Linked DNA regions of Mus musculus: regions 2 and 3 are each linked to region 1. The links are chromatin contacts, called in public HiChIP or PLAC-seq maps. All regions are on one chromosome and are shown on one strand. Each heading gives the region's core, a stretch centred on a gene start, on an enhancer-like site or on the middle of the called end of the contact. The rest is flanking DNA. Distances are from core to core; before and after follow the strand shown.

The links. HiChIP or PLAC-seq counts read pairs in DNA pulled down with a chosen protein or histone mark.
Region 2: an H3K4me3 HiChIP or PLAC-seq map of embryonic basal ganglia shows a contact between it and region 1, with 4 times the contacts expected there. The contact joins two enhancer-like sites. A contact is called at or near these places in 2 of 115 datasets of contacts at active chromatin or transcription factors (astrocytes and embryonic basal ganglia) and 2 of 9 other capture datasets (embryonic tail and embryonic trunk).
Region 3: a FOXA1 HiChIP or PLAC-seq map of pancreatic cancer cells shows a contact between it and region 1. The contact joins two enhancer-like sites. A contact is called at or near these places in 4 of 484 Hi-C or Micro-C datasets (the Ba/F3 cell line, the HPC-7 cell line, embryonic stem cells and 1 more) and 3 of 115 datasets of contacts at active chromatin or transcription factors (embryonic stem cells, large pre-B cells and pancreatic cancer cells).

What each region holds. Positions count from the first base shown.
Region 1 is chr6:52,823,519-52,828,465 of GRCm38.p6, forward strand. The region is part of intron 2 of Jazf1 (JAZF zinc finger 1); the gene reads right to left. Among named protein-coding and RNA genes, the nearest start is that of Gm52904, 27 kb to the left of the region's middle. Within about 2 kb of position 2,188, at least 150 of the 459 cell types and tissues checked have an H3K27ac peak or open chromatin away from gene starts, as enhancers often do. A contact at or near this core is called in embryonic basal ganglia and pancreatic cancer cells, where this site is marked.
Region 2 is chr6:52,364,411-52,369,357 of GRCm38.p6, forward strand. No RefSeq gene overlaps it. Among named protein-coding and RNA genes, the nearest start is that of Evx1os, 52 kb to the left of the region's middle. RefSeq lists an enhancer at 754-3,814. Within about 2 kb of position 2,346, at least 10 of the 459 cell types and tissues checked have an H3K27ac peak or open chromatin away from gene starts, as enhancers often do. A contact at or near this core is called in embryonic basal ganglia, where this site is marked.
Region 3 is chr6:52,471,869-52,476,815 of GRCm38.p6, forward strand. No RefSeq gene overlaps it. Among named protein-coding and RNA genes, the nearest start is that of 1700094M24Rik, 18 kb to the right of the region's middle. Within about 2 kb of position 2,268, at least 13 of the 459 cell types and tissues checked have an H3K27ac peak or open chromatin away from gene starts, as enhancers often do. A contact at or near this core is called in pancreatic cancer cells, where this site is marked.

The sequences.
Region 1 (4,947 bases), core at 938-3,437:
AGGCAACCTCCTCATACCACCAGACCAACTGTTGTCTGCAGAATGGGTTGCCGTGCCACCCCAGAATTGCTAATAAAAGCCAATTAGGTCTTCCAGGCTTTTACAAATGCGCGTTTTGCCTTAGTGCTCTGTTTTCCAGGAGGCCGCCCCTTTATGACTGTGTTTATTCAGCTATTCAGAAAGCACACACATGAATAATCTTAAGAAAAATGTTAGAAGATCTGTGACTGTTCTTGTCTCTTCCTCTTGCTGATGGGGAGCTTGTGAGTGCAGAAATCCTTGGCAAAGGAGACTGCCCATGTGTGCTGCCGTGCAGAGTGTAAGGTAGTTGGTAATTGTGACAGTTTAAGCATTTTAATAAAGATACGTTTTTAAAACGCACAAAACACTAGTGTGATGCGTCTGGACATTTGCTGTCTTTTTCACTGACTTCCTCCCATTTTTTATAGTGATTATTGGTAAGTCACAGATTTTTTTTTAATCTTGTCTTCACATAGTGCTTTAAAACTACAAAATGGGAAAATGAGTCAAGGGAGAAGAGAGTTTTGATACAGCCTCTAAAATCTAGTTTTGTAGTACAACTGACGGGGCAGACAGTAGCTAGGAGGCTTTCAGTGCTTGCTAAGGCTGGGCACTGCTAGGTGGATGCTAAGGCTGGGCACTGCTAGGTGGATGCCAAGGCTGGGCACTGCTAGGTGGATGCCAAGGCTGGGCACTGCTAGGTGGATGCCAAGGCTGAGCACTGCTAGGTGGATGCCAAGGCTGGGCACTGCTAGGTAGATGCCAAGGCTGGGCACTGCTAGGTGGATGCCAAGGCTGGGCACTGCTAGGTGGATGCCAAGGCTGGGCACTGCTAGGTGGATGCCAAGGCTGGGCACTGCTAGGTGGATGCCAAGGCTGGGCACTGCTAGGTGGATGCCAAGGCTGGGCACTGCTAGGTGGATGCCAAGGCTGGGCACTGCTAGGTGGATGCTAAGGCTGGGCACTGCTAGGTGGATGCTAAGGCTGGGCACTGCTAGGTGGATGCTAAGGCTGGACACTGCTAGGTGGATGCCAAGGCTGGGCACTGCTAGATGGATGCAGCACGGTTATACCGAGGCCTCCTTCCGCTGGAAGGTTGGATCCAGCCCTTCCAGGAATGGAGGCTCTGCGGCGGCGGCGCAGATGGGAGGCTACTCTGCATTGTGTGCTGGTACTTTTGCTGTTCTCTAAGCTGAGGAGCAAAAAGAAATGTCCCAAAGCCACTGTGTAGTAATCCTTTGAAATGAGTTTGTATTTCACAAGATCTCCCAGCTACCTTAACCCACATCCTTCACCCCATACACAGCTCCATAAATGAGGGAATTTATAGGTTATTTGGAAGAAAAAGAGCAGGGTATTTAAACTTTAAAAAAATGTCACTGTACTTAACTGTTAATGAAGTGTTGTGTGGTGGGGCCTCCAGCTCTTCTGCTGTTTGTAGCCAGCAGCCCTCATTTGCATGCCCAGGGCAAGCACTAATCCTTACCATCAGCTGCTCCCCAGAAAAGCATTCACCCCATAATACTGTTCATCCTGCTGGTTTATTTAGCAAAGCCTTTCTTCCCAGCATACACAGGCTTCCATTTCAGGCCAAGCTGATTACCCCAGATTCCTAATTAGTGCTAATTAAAGCTTTAATGGATAGCAGCCAGAATTTAAAAGCATGCCACCTCCTTTAAAGACCCATGGCTGGTTCAGGGCAGGAATGAGCCAGCCCCAGGACTTCCCATGGAGTGACACAAGCTCCTGGGTACCTTGGCACACAACATGCAGGCCACGGCTGGTGACCTGGAGCCTCTCCATCCTGTTTTCCCAAGGAAAGCAAGCTGCTTGCTCCAATCAACCTCTAAATGTCTACTGAAGTCAGGGATAGTTTTCAAGGAGGACATCATTCAGTATTCCCGACAAGGTCAGCCTCAGAGCGATTTCCCCACTCTTGTCATGGCGGGGAAACAAGACAAAATACCCTAACTAAAATAATTCTGAGGAGTCCAGTAAACCTTTGTTGGGCTGGAAAAGCCTTCTCATACTGACCCTGCTGCAGGGGAATAGCTCAGAACATTCCTGGTATGTCAAGCCCGAAGGCAGCAGTCTAAATCTACCCTTTTCTTATACCATCTCTGCAATGTGCAAGCTGACTCATCGTAAACATGGCCAGACTGAGTCATCAATGTTCACAACACGGAAAGAAGAGAGGATCTGGAGTTTACCATGAGCTCATGAGTGCCCAAGGAGATGCTGAGTCACAGGGGTTCTGAGTCACCAGCCTGGCTGCTGGGAACTGAACTTAAGTCCTGTGCTAGCTTGGCAAGTACTCTCAACACGAAGCCATCCCTGCAGCCCCACATCTAGATTTTGAGAACATTCTGTGCTAGGTGCTTTGCTCCCGAGACAGGGTTTCATGCTGTCAGACAGATCTCAATCTTACCATCTATAAGTAGACAAGGATGGTCAGAATTTCTCATTCTCCTGCTCCCACTTCCCATCTGAGGTTAGTAGAATATGCCACCACGCCTAGCTTACGTGGTGGTGCTGGGGATCAAACCTTTTGCGCACACTTGGCAAGCTCTCTCCTAACAGTCTGTTTAAATTCCCACAGCACGGTTGGCAGCGGGACCTGTGTGAAGACCACTGAAACAGAGATCTCTTTCTGGCACAAGGTGTCCCCTCCACTGTGCTGTTTTTGCTGCTAAGGAGAATTTTGTTTGGAAGTGCTGAGACTCAAGTGACAGTGAGACTCCAAGGGTGTGTACAAGGGGTGAGCAGTCACACCCTAGAGGAGGAAACATGGAGGGCTAGCATGGAAAGGTGGGAGAGGGCTAAGGCCGAGTCTTAGGCAATACCCCTGCTTCTTCAGAGGAAGGCAAGCCGTCCAAATGATTTCAGAGATAGCTTTAAATTTTTTTAAAGGTAACACACCTTTTATTTGCTGTGTTTTTGACGACTATTTGGGGCACAAATATAAAAATAAAAAATACATTTTTCCATTTTTCCTGTGTGTGTTGTGTAGTGTGTGGTGCAAGCTCAGTAGGGCTCATGTGTTCAATAGCACATGCCTGTGCTCACGTGGAGACCAGAGTGACTGCCGGCGTTTCCTCTCCTCGGCTCCTGCCTTGCTTGGTCTTTACCTGGACCTGCCTTGTTTGCTGCTCCTCCTCTGCCTTTCCTCCTCTGCTGGGGTTGCTGGCATGCGCAGCCACACTGGGGTTTTTACAAGGGTGCTGGGATTTGAACTCAGGTCCTCGTGCTCTCAGAGCAAGTAATCTTACCCACAAAGCCGTGTCCCTAATCCCAAAAACTTACTTTTGTAATGAAATCACATGATTTATTCATGTGTTTGTTCAGCTGTTTTGCACAAAAATTTATTTTCTTTCATGGCTGGGAATGGTGGCATGGTCTGTGGCCTCATCATTTGGGAGGATGAAGGAAGAGGACATAAGGCTACCTAGGCACACAGGGACACTGGTTTACAACCCCAAGAGTAGCAAGCGAGAACAAACAGAAGCAAAGCTCAGCAGGGATGGCTGTCTTCCAGCCTGGCTGAAGTACATGGGGTATGGAAAATGTCAGTGTGGGCTCAGGGCTTGGTCAGTGGCAGGCTTGGTGCAATAAGGAGCTGAAACTTCATCTCAAAATGCCCACAAACCACTAGATAAGTAAGAAACTCTGGGGCGGAGGAGATGGTTCACTGGATAAAATACTTACTGCTCAATCACTGATGGCAGGAATTCAGTTCCTCAGCCCCCATGGAAAACTGGGTGTGGGGCCATTTGGTAGGGGGATGGCAGACAGACCTAGTTGCTTGCTGGTCAGCTGGCACAGCCGAAGTGTCACCCTTAAGCTCAGGGAGAGACCCTGTCCCAAGAATAATGTTAAGAGAGACAGAGACAGAGACACCTGACACTGACCTCTGGCCTCCACAAGTGCATATACACGTGAGTGTGCTCACAGGTACAAATGCATATACACGTATACACACGTGCACATGCACGCACAGTCATACATACACACAAACTAGCTCTCATTTCAAAAGGAAACTCCCACCTACTTGTCAATGGCTGTAGATGATGCAGAGAATGACTGGTGTGTAAGGTGTTTATTTTAAAGGCACCAAAGATGTACTTCACATTGTCTGGTACATAGTTTCTTATAAAATATGTTTCTTGGTTATTTATTAAAGTTTTCTACATTCTTGAAAATTTCATGTTTGTATACAATGAAACGTGATCACATGCTCCCCCTTCCTCCAGCTCCTGCCACATCCCCTACAGCAAGTCCTCCTTCCAGCTTTGTGTGTGTGTGTACACAGTAAGTCTAATTAGTGCTGTGCATGGGTGTGAAGTCATGCTGGAACATGGTAAACCTAATAATGGAATGTCCTTAAACAAGGATTCTCCCTCCTTGAGCAGTGGCCAACTGCCAATAGCTCCCCAGCATGGGGTGGGGCCTGGAGAGCACCTCCCCTCTCTATACCAAAATTAGAGCAGTTCTTATGTAGGGAATGGTTAGTTTCAACTGTCAATGTGATGCAATCTAGAGTCACCTAGGAAGAAGGTCTCAGTGACAGACTATCTAGATGAGGCATGGCCATGGGGGACTGTCTAAAGCATGTTGAGATGGGAACATCTACCCACTGTAGGTGGCTCCATTCCCTGGGCTCAGGATCCTGAAATATGTAAGAATGGAGACCTTAGCGAGCTGAGCTCAAGTCTTCCTTCATTCTCTCTCTCTCTCTCTGCCCTTGACTGCAGACATGACTAGCTACTTCCAGCTCCTGCCTTGACTTCCCTGCAGTGGAAATGTGAGATGAAATGAACCTTTTGTCTTCTAAATTGCTTTCTCACAGTGACAGGAACTGAAACCAGGACAGGAATTATGACAAAGGTGTCAGCAAGGTATTGAGATCAGGGTGAAGGTTACAAAAAA
Region 2 (4,947 bases), core at 1,096-3,595, 460 kb before region 1:
AAAGAAAATATCTAATAAAAAAGTTATGAGAGGGAAAATTTTTTACTTTTTGAATTATCCTTTTTGTTTTGTTTTTTAAGAAAGGGTTTCTATGTGTAGTCTTACTCTGTAGACCAGGCTGGCCTTGAACTCACAGTTATCTGCCTGCCTCTGCCTCCTGAGTGCTGGGATTTAAGATGTACACCACCACTACCTGGCTGAATCCCTCCCCACCCCCCAGCTAACAGTATTGCATTTGTTAAAATGAACACACCACACACACACACCTCTTTGATCTCAGAAATGTCTAAAAGAGATCCTATCTGACAGAGATAAAAGTTGAGAAGCAAATCTGTCCTTCTGTTAGCTCCAGATATATCTGGCCGTGCTGGGAGGAGGAGCCTGCCTGGAGCCAGGGATATCTGGTGCTAACTGTTCGGAGTGTGGATTTGTTTGAGCAATGTGTTCTATTTGCAGTCTGGAAAAAGCTCAGCTAGAACACAGACCAAAACAAAACTAAACAATATAGATGAGATTAAAAGTAATTTCAATAAAATAGCACTGTTTAAACTCTGCTTTAATGCTCACCTTTTCCTTTAGCGGTGTGTCCTGGGAGATAGGATGGTTAATTATTTATGATGGGCATTAAGCATGAGCTGCTGGTAAGGCATTGCTTAGAGACTGTAGAGAACGTGCCAAGGAAAGAAAACTCACCTCTTATTAGAAAATCAGCGTTGAGACTATATCATCGGTTACTCTTACCAGTTTGTTTGGGACTTAGCTCTGGGAAGCCCAAGGAGCTGAGGTTTAATCTTTTGTGAAACTCATTCTCTTAAGCTGCTGCCTGGTTTTGGCCTGGTTGGCCTCATAGATTTTTCAAGATTTTCTTTTTCTTTTCTTTTTCGAGACAAAGTCTTGCCAGGTAGCCATGGCTGGCCTGGGAGACCAGGCTGGCCTTGAACTCATAGAGGTCTAGTTTTGTCTTCCTTCTTAAGTGTTGGGATTAAAGGTGTGTACTCTCATTTTACCTTGGATATAGTACTGGAGACTGGAGTGGACAGTAGTCTCCCTCCCTTCTCCCACCAAGCCCCTTTCTCCTTCTTCTCCTCCTCTCCCTGTTTCTTGCTTATCTTTCAGTTTAAGCAGTATACAATGTTGTAGGGAGTCGAGGTAGCCCTGAGTGAAAGCGTATTGTTTGACATGGGTATATCTGAATACCTCAGACCTACAGAAATGGCCAAGCCTTCTTCTGGTTGGAGTTCGAATACTGGCCATATGTGCTAAAGTTAGCAACTGCAAATTCTCACATGTTCACAGCCTCAGACTGGTGCCTACAGAGACCTGCTAACCAAGACTAGCTGACTCTTCCCGCCCTGTGCTGCACAGGATAAATGCACTGAGGTTTCAGGTTGTTGAAGGGTTGGTGTCACCCTGCCAGAGTGGGCAGGACCCACCTAACCCTGGCTTTCCTGTATAGATGACTGTTGTCTATCATTCCTTCTTCTCTCTCTCTCTCTCTCTCTTTAGGTTTTTTAGGTTTTAGGTTTTTCGAGACATTTACATTTGCAGAATGTAAAGGGGAGACATGTAATGAAGGCATTTGTCTTATCAATCATGAGCCTGCATGCTCAGGATTTGAAGTGACTTCTCTTTGAGCAAAAACAAAAGGTAGAATTCCTGCCGGAGTTTCCTAAATATATATTCCCCATAACAGCCCAGGGCTGAGGGGAAAGTTGTTACCAAGGCAATGGTTTGAAGACTGTGAGGCTGGCTCTCCTCTCTGAATTCAGGCTATGGGGTGGGGTTGGAGTTCTTTTGCAGCCAGGGAGTGATTAGAGGGCTTCTGCATGTATCTGCATATTTCCTCAAATGTGATCCACAGGCCACAGTGCAATTAAAGCGCAAAGCACCAAGTTTAGTTTTTGAATGCAGAGAGGATCTGGGCCTGACTTGCATATTAAAGGCATCCATGAGCACAGACTGTCAATCCATCATCTGTTTACCTGTCATACACTTCCAGGGTGATCTTACCTCTAATTATTTTAAAGACAAGATCACACGTCTAGGACTTAGAATATAATTACTAAGAACTTACTAGTAACTCAAAGAGCAAGACTCCAACCCGGAAACATACCTCACGCAACCATATTTTTGCCAGCTTGTAGTTTACACTCCTGTTATCTGTGGCACTCTTCTCCCGTGGAGTGCCACTTATACATGGCTGCCCAGCCTGCTTGAGACAACAGGCCCCTGGAACAAGAGTTAGCATATAAAGTGCGGTGGTCGGGGCAACGATCTTCTCCCCAGGGCTCCCTTTTATCAACCAACCCTGGCCACAGAATAGAGCCCACTGTTTTATGTTTCAATCGTACCATATGGCACGACGTGAGTGTGCTTTAATGACTTATTAGCATATTCCTCCAACGAGGCTTTCCTAGTTACACCAGCCTGACAAAATCTGAATTTCAAAATATTTGCAGCAAATGTCCTACAGTGAGCCAGGCTTGGTTGTTCACGCGCTCATTCATCTTTCTCATGCCGATGGCTACGGAAGCCATCGGGTCAGCCAGTCCTCTCTCACCCTGGACCTAAACACTTTCTGGAATGTCCACACTATTATTTAGGTGCTTCGGGTCCCTGTGGCATGGGGATTCCCCACTCTGCTTAGATCCTGGGTTTTTAACTAATACTTCCCCTGCCTTCTGAGACCTTGATCTTCTTTTGTGGGGAATGAGACTCCTCTGGCTGCTTGCCTCATTAAAAAGGCTGGGAGCATTTGGGACAGAACCAGGCACCAGATCAAGTTTGGGGCTCAGGGTTTCTCACTGTGGCTTTGCTAGGGGACAAAAGCCCCAGGGTGGGTCGTGTTTCCACTGTGACCGCTCTAATGAACATGGGCTGTGTGGGGAGGGAGGTGCGCAGAGCAAAGCCACCATATTCCCTACAGAGGACCTGGCTGGCCTCTGTCTACTGCCCATGCCTCAGCATCTGCTTTTGCTGTTTAGATACAGGAGAATGTGTCTCTCTTTCTTGTTTTCCCAAGTCAGTTCTCGGTACCTCTGGTGAGTCAGGATGATGCCGGTGGAGGCTGCCAGAGACCACCTGAGACAAAGTGACTGTCCCAGTGACCCCCAAAGTCAGCCTGCTGCTTTTTCTTTCTGGATAACTGCAGTAACATGAGGGTGTGACTATTGATTTTAATTAAAAAGAAAAAGCTTCCAACTTTATGGCACACACGGTCACAGATGCCTTCTAGATTATTCTCATTAGAGGTAGCCATTGATACCATTACTTTGAATGAGCTGTGATCAATTGCCTGATGGATAGTTTTTTTTTTTTTAGGGGGAGAGTTGTTGTTTCTGGTAAGAAAAGAGACAGACTTAGCTAAGCAGAGTCTTGTCTTTATTTCTACTTCCTTCTTGTGTGTCACGTCCATGAGATGGCTGGATGGATATACGACAGTGGTCTTGTCCTCACGAGATGAACAAAAACATAAAAGCTGATAAAAGAAACTAAAACAAGTAGCCAGGTATGGTAGCACAAACCTGTAGTCTAGCACTGGAGAATCTGAGGCAGGAGGACTGCAAGTTTGAGAACAGAGGCCATATAAAGAAACAAATAGAAGAAAGAAAGCTAACAGGAAATGAAACAATAAACCACACATGCTGAAGGCACAGTAGGGCTGGGGATGCAACTCAGCTGGCAGAGAGTGTGCCTGTCATGCACAAAGCCCTGGGCTCAGTTCCCAGCACTGTATAACCTCTGCGTGGTGGCACAGTCTGGAGGCAGAAAGATCAAGAGTCATCCTAACTACAAAGTGAGGTTCACGTCAGCCTGGGGCTATGTAAGACCTTCACCCCTCCAAAAACGGGAGCGGAACTATTACTTGAATTTTTCCAAAATATTCTTTTTTTCTGAAATTAGGAGACAGAAGCCAGAGAGGCTGAGACACCGGCCCAAGATGAACTGAGGAAGTCCTCTGCTTTCAAATCCTGTGCTTCATGCGTACTATCACTGTGACCCCGCCCCCGCCAGAATGAATAGGGTTAAGGCTAAGGGGTGCTATATGAGTGGGTGCTTAATCTGAGTCTCCCTCCCTGCCCCCCACAGTGAGGGTGTGGTCAGCAGACAGTCCTCCACGCGTCAGAAGAGGCCCTTTACTGGAGGCTGACTTGGCTGGTGCCTTGATCTCAGACTTCCAGCTCCTGGTTCTGTTAGAAATAAGTTTCCTAGAGCACATAAACCAAACAGTATTAAATTATGCCAATTATTATAGCTAGGCATGGTGACATACACCTGCAAGGTAACCCCAAAGGCAGGGCAGGGTGATCTGGAGTCACAGAGTGAGTTTGTTTCAAAACAATACAATAAACAATAAACCATAAACAATGAACACATTATATCGATGGCAAATTCTTTCTGCTCGGCTACATCTCTAACCAGTGTTTCTGTCTGCTGCTTACGTCGACATAGCAGAGCAGGACAAGCAGGCACAGCTGCTGTGTGCCTCTGGCTGGGGGAAGAAACGGACTCTCAGAAAGATAAAGTGCTTTCAAAGCCACAGAGCTAATAAATGTCGCCCTCCCTTTCTTCAAGAGGTGATTGAGCAGCCCGTGGCCAGTGTGTGGTCACTCCTGTTAATAACCTCAGAGGAGATTATCTCAACTTCTAAACCGGTAACAATGATGCTTCAGGACAGGAGCTGGCAAGCTTCTCCTGGAATGAGCTGGACGGCATGTAGTTCAGGCTTTCTGGGCCACTTGACTGCTGTTGTAGCTGCCCAGCTCTGGGGCTGTAAGTGCATCCATGAGCAGTATCTGGCTGGACATGCAGGCATGAGCTCTGACGAAGCCACATCTGCAAGGTCAGGTGACTCACAGCATTTGGTCCATAACCTCAGACCACAGTTTGCCAACAGCTGTTTAAAACCGTGAAGCTACGGTGCTGTTGGAATGAATTGCAGTGGGT
Region 3 (4,947 bases), core at 1,018-3,517, 350 kb before region 1:
AATGGGTGAGCTGAGGTGCATCAGCATTAAAATATCTGGGCTTTCAAGGACATTATACAGGAAATGAAAAGAGAATATTGGGAAAATTTTGGAAATCGCACATCTGATGAACATCTGACATCTGGACAGCTATAAAGGACTCTTACAGCTCAACAAAAACCCAGTTTAAAAGTGGGCATCTGGGCTTGGTAACATACATCTCACTTAGAGGCTGAGGCTAGAGTGTCGCCGTGAGTTCAAGGGCAGCCTAGGCTAGCAAAATGCTACCCCAGACACAGCAATAACAACAGAAAGCAGCAGAACAAAGAGGGGGTGCTTTGTCATGTATTTATTCAGAGGACAACACTAATGGCCAATAGACACTGGAAGGTGCTCAAGAGCTTAGCCCTTAGTTAAATGCAGATCAAAGCAAAGCAATGAGTTATTCCATACCGACTAGAGCATCCATGAGCAAGGAGGATGCTTAAGAAAAAATAATCCAAGGGTGACGGTGGTGGTGGCAGGGAGCAAGCATTAGAGGACATGAAGAAATTGTGATCTTTATTCCTGGGTGGAATATAAATGCATTGTCTGTGGTAAATTGGTTGCCAGTTTCTCGAAAAGAAGTGAAACATAAAATTACATTTCCCTCGGGGATCCTACTGCTCTGAAGACTGAAAAGAATGGGAAACAAGAATTTTAACAGAGACAGGTACGTATGCATGCTTAGGGTAGCATTGCTCATGATAAGCAAGAGCTGGAGAGATCAAAAGGCCCATCGAGCATGACTAAACAGAGCCAGTAGAATATTATCTAGCACCAAAAAAAAAACAAAGTATGACATGTGTTACAACACAAGTGACACTTGAAAACATTATGCTAGGTAGGAGAGGTCAGACTTGAAAAGGTGACATGTGTGGTTTCATTGGTACAAAATATCCAGAGAAGATCAATCCATAGGGACAGAGAGTAGCTTGGTTATTTTCAGGAGACAGAGAGAGAAGAAAATGGAGGAGGGCCATGACATATATGGGTTTCCTTCTGAGTTGATGAAAATGTTTGAGAACTAGTGGTATGGTGTTTAAGAAACACTTTGACTGTACTAAATGTCATAGGACGATTCATTTTAAAAATTGCCAATTTATGTTATAGGAATTTTTACCTCAGCTGGAACATACCACAACACACACACACACACACACACACACACGTACACACGTACACACACACACACATGCACGTACACAAACCCCTAAAGGCCTCAGAACAATAAGAGTATTTCCGAAAAGATACCCAGCAGTGCAGGGGTCTGCTCGAAGGATGCTGTGAGCCATCTAAGCAACAGGGCCACTAATGAGCTCCCTCCTCCCTGGAAGCCCACATCCCTCCTCCTCCTCCCTTGCTCCTCTCAGCTATTCATTAGGCTCCAACCTGCTACTTGTCAGGTAGCATTAGTTGTCAGGGCTTCCAGGGGACTTGTGCGCCCTTGTTCTCCCTGATTCCTTATTTATTATGTTAATGAGAACATGATCAAGCCTCGGAGCAGACGTTCCAAGGTGGATACCAGGGCGGTAGTCCACGACAATTGTCCACATGGTACTGTAGTGCTGCACCCGATAAGAGCTTTGTTTGGTTTGGAACTCAACTTGGGATCGCACTTGCTCTGGGTTCTTTAGAAAGTCAGTTATTTTGAGTTCTCTAATCTTAAAAAAAGGGCTAAATAACACTTTCATTATTATTTTTAATATCCCCCAAACCAAGAGCTTTGCACCATCTCACCTGGACAGCAGCTGTGCGACACCTCACCTATACATCGTACCCCGCCATCCTCCCTCCTCCCACCCTCCCTCCTCATCAGGCTCTCTGCTGCCTTTTATTTTTCTCCTTCTAACCTAACAACACACTGTCACACCCAAGCCGCGAGGGGTGTGTTTGTGTGTGTGTGTGTGTGTGTGTGTGTGTGTGTGTGTGTGTGTGTGTGTGTGTCACACCTTCCAGAGCCCACAGCTCACTCAGGAGGAAAGGCAAGTCCCCACCCGAGCCTTCCTGGTCCTCCCTAACCTCGAAGACCCTCCTCCTACCACCGCTCACTCCAGTTTGGTTCAGTGTTCTCTGTTCCCACCTGGGGAGGGGGGCGATGTGAGTTTGCTGTTCTTTCTCTCTGGATGATTGTTCATAACTTTGCACCCCCACCCCTTTCACAAACCCATCTCAGCAGCCAGAGAGAGATTTTCACGCCGGTGCTCTCCCCTCCCCTTCCATGCCTAATTTGGCTTTGTGGCCCATCACGTTTAACCGCAGCATTTAGTGCCAGGCGCACTGTTTGCGCCTTGTTATTTGTCTTCCCTTTGAGGCAAGCCCTAAGAGCCGTTTCTGTTTGTTTCTGTTATGCTTTATCTCACAGACTAATTCCAAGCAACCCGAATAGTATCTGGCCTGGCACACAGCACACGGTCCATAAATACTTGGTGAATGAGTTATTTTGAAGATCAGGGACAATGGATAGAAAAACGGGAAGAGAAAGGCACGGCATTTAATTATTCATGTCAAACCCAACTGCCTTATGCCAGTAGAAAAGGTGATATTTATAAGAAAAAAAAATTCTGTCTTTTCACTGTGCAGAAACCACCAGGACCCCACCAAGAGGCAGATGTCACAGACTCGTGAGTTTCAACCCCGAAAGGCAGCCATGTAATCCTTGTCCCAGAACTTCCCACATCCTGAGCATAGACTTCCAATGAGCAGACTGAGGCGAGAGTCAAAAAGGTTGCGTTGTGTCACAGTGGGAGTGGGATTTTGTGGACATATCCGACCAGGTTTGTGGGCATATCCGACCAGGTTTTTATTTGCTACTACAAAATTAAATTACGAATGAATTTAGTTCAATCAAAACTTAGAAACCTGAACAGAAAGTGCATGTGAGTACACATGTGTGCAGGTATGAGTGTGCTAGTGCATGTGAGAGCGAATACATGTGTGTGCTCATGCACGTGTGTATATGTGCTCGTGTGTGTGTGTGTGTGTGTGTGTGTGTGTGTGTGTGTGTGTGTGTGTGAGTTGGAGTGGGGAGAATGGTGAGAGAGACAAATCACACAGAGGTCAGGCCTGACAGGAAAGTTCCTTCTTAAAGTCTTATAAATAGAAGGTAATTTCTAAAATGTCAAGGGTTTCTTGGCTCAATTAAAATTATTTGTAGCACAAATGGTTGAGATCGGGGAGTGCTTTAAGCAGGGAAGATGCAGTCACCGGAGTAATAAGGGCCCAGGGTTCTTCTTGATAAGCATTATTCAAACTCATGGAGTTCCCGACGACAACGAGGCAGATGCCAGGGTAAAAGAGGTGGAGCAGCTTCAGGCCCCCACCTTCCTGCCCCCACCTGGAAACTCAAAAGTGCCACCAGCCATTTTGCAATCAAAACAACTTCATTCCCTGTGTCCATTGGGGAAGAAAGAGCCGTAACTCAGTGCATCCAGACTTAGGGAGACTGGGAACGGCTCCGGTGCTCCAGGCCTGAGCAAAAGCATCTATCCTTCTTTCTAAATACGGTTTGGAGTCTGTGCCTGTCATCTCCTAAAGGATGAATTTTGCAAATATTATGAAGTTATCCATTTGGGAAACAAAAAAAAAAATCTCTTCTATACCCAGGTTTTGTCATAGACAGATAGTTCTTTACACAGCAAGCCCAGGAATATTCAGGCGCTGCCTCCTAAAGTCCAATGAAGTGTCGATTCAAGCCAGAGGCATGATTATTTATTGTCAACACAGACTGTCATCACTTAAGGCCACCGTCAGAAAAAAAAAATGGCTGATGATTGATACTGACGGCAATGATGATTGCTCTTGCAATAAGCTTAATTAAGATAATGAACTGCTATTGCATGTGGCTTCCTTGGGACACCGGTGGGATAATGTGTCTGTGCCACAAGGACATCACCAGCCAGCACGGCCATCTTAGCTCAGTCCTGACACGAGTGGGAGCCCTGGAGGCAGTGAGTGTGACTCCTGTGGTCCGTCCCTTCTGTCCCTAGATCCTTGTTCCTCTCACACTCGGCAGACGATAGACTGAGGGTGGCATCAGGGTCCCCTGGTCACTGGGTCTGCTTCAAATGCAGCCCAGCAGAAGGTCCAGAAATCAAAGTCAGTCTGCAATCATTTGAAATGTCCCTCAAAACCATACGTTTGGAAACACATTTGCTCCGCAGCTGATGGTGCTGTTTGGAGAGGTTGTAGAACCTTCCAGACATAGGGTCTAGCTAGCTGACAGGCCATAGAGGTAGAACTTACATGGGGGGCGGGGGGTGGTGGTGGTGGTGATTCCTGACAGCCATGGAACGTCAGTCTCCATGCCTTCTTCACCATGATGGTCTGTGTCCTGTAGAGCCCAAACCAAGCCTCCCTGCCCAGAGAGAGAGCTCAGGGGCTGAGAGCACCACGCACTTTCCCTCCAGAAGAACCCAAGTTTAACTCCCAGCCCTCATGTCAGGTGACTCGCAACTTCATGTGCAACCCAAAACTGCATCTGCATTCCTGTGTATACACAGACTTACACATAAAGGTAATAAAGAATAAATATTTTTTAAAACTCAATTCTTCCCCCTTCAAGGTTCTTCTGTGAGGGTTTTTTTTTCCCCCTCCCTCTGAGGAGAATAGTGATAAATGCACCGTGAGATGTTAAATTCTATTTCCGCCACACCTTCCTATGAAGCAATGGAGCCCTCAGCAAAATGTCTTCTGCTCTCTTGGCACAGTGATCAGAGGCTGGACTCTATAACAACCTGTCCTTTTTCCTTCCCACGCCTTTTTCTGCTAGCTTTCCTCTGTCCCTTCAGCACCTGGGGTGTAGACAGACAGGAGAAGAAAAAACAAAACAAAACAAAACCTGAAGGTCTTTAGAACCACCCAGAAGGCCAGTCTCAGACTGGGCCCTGCATCCAACTCACATAATCGGTAAAGACCTTAAAACACAAA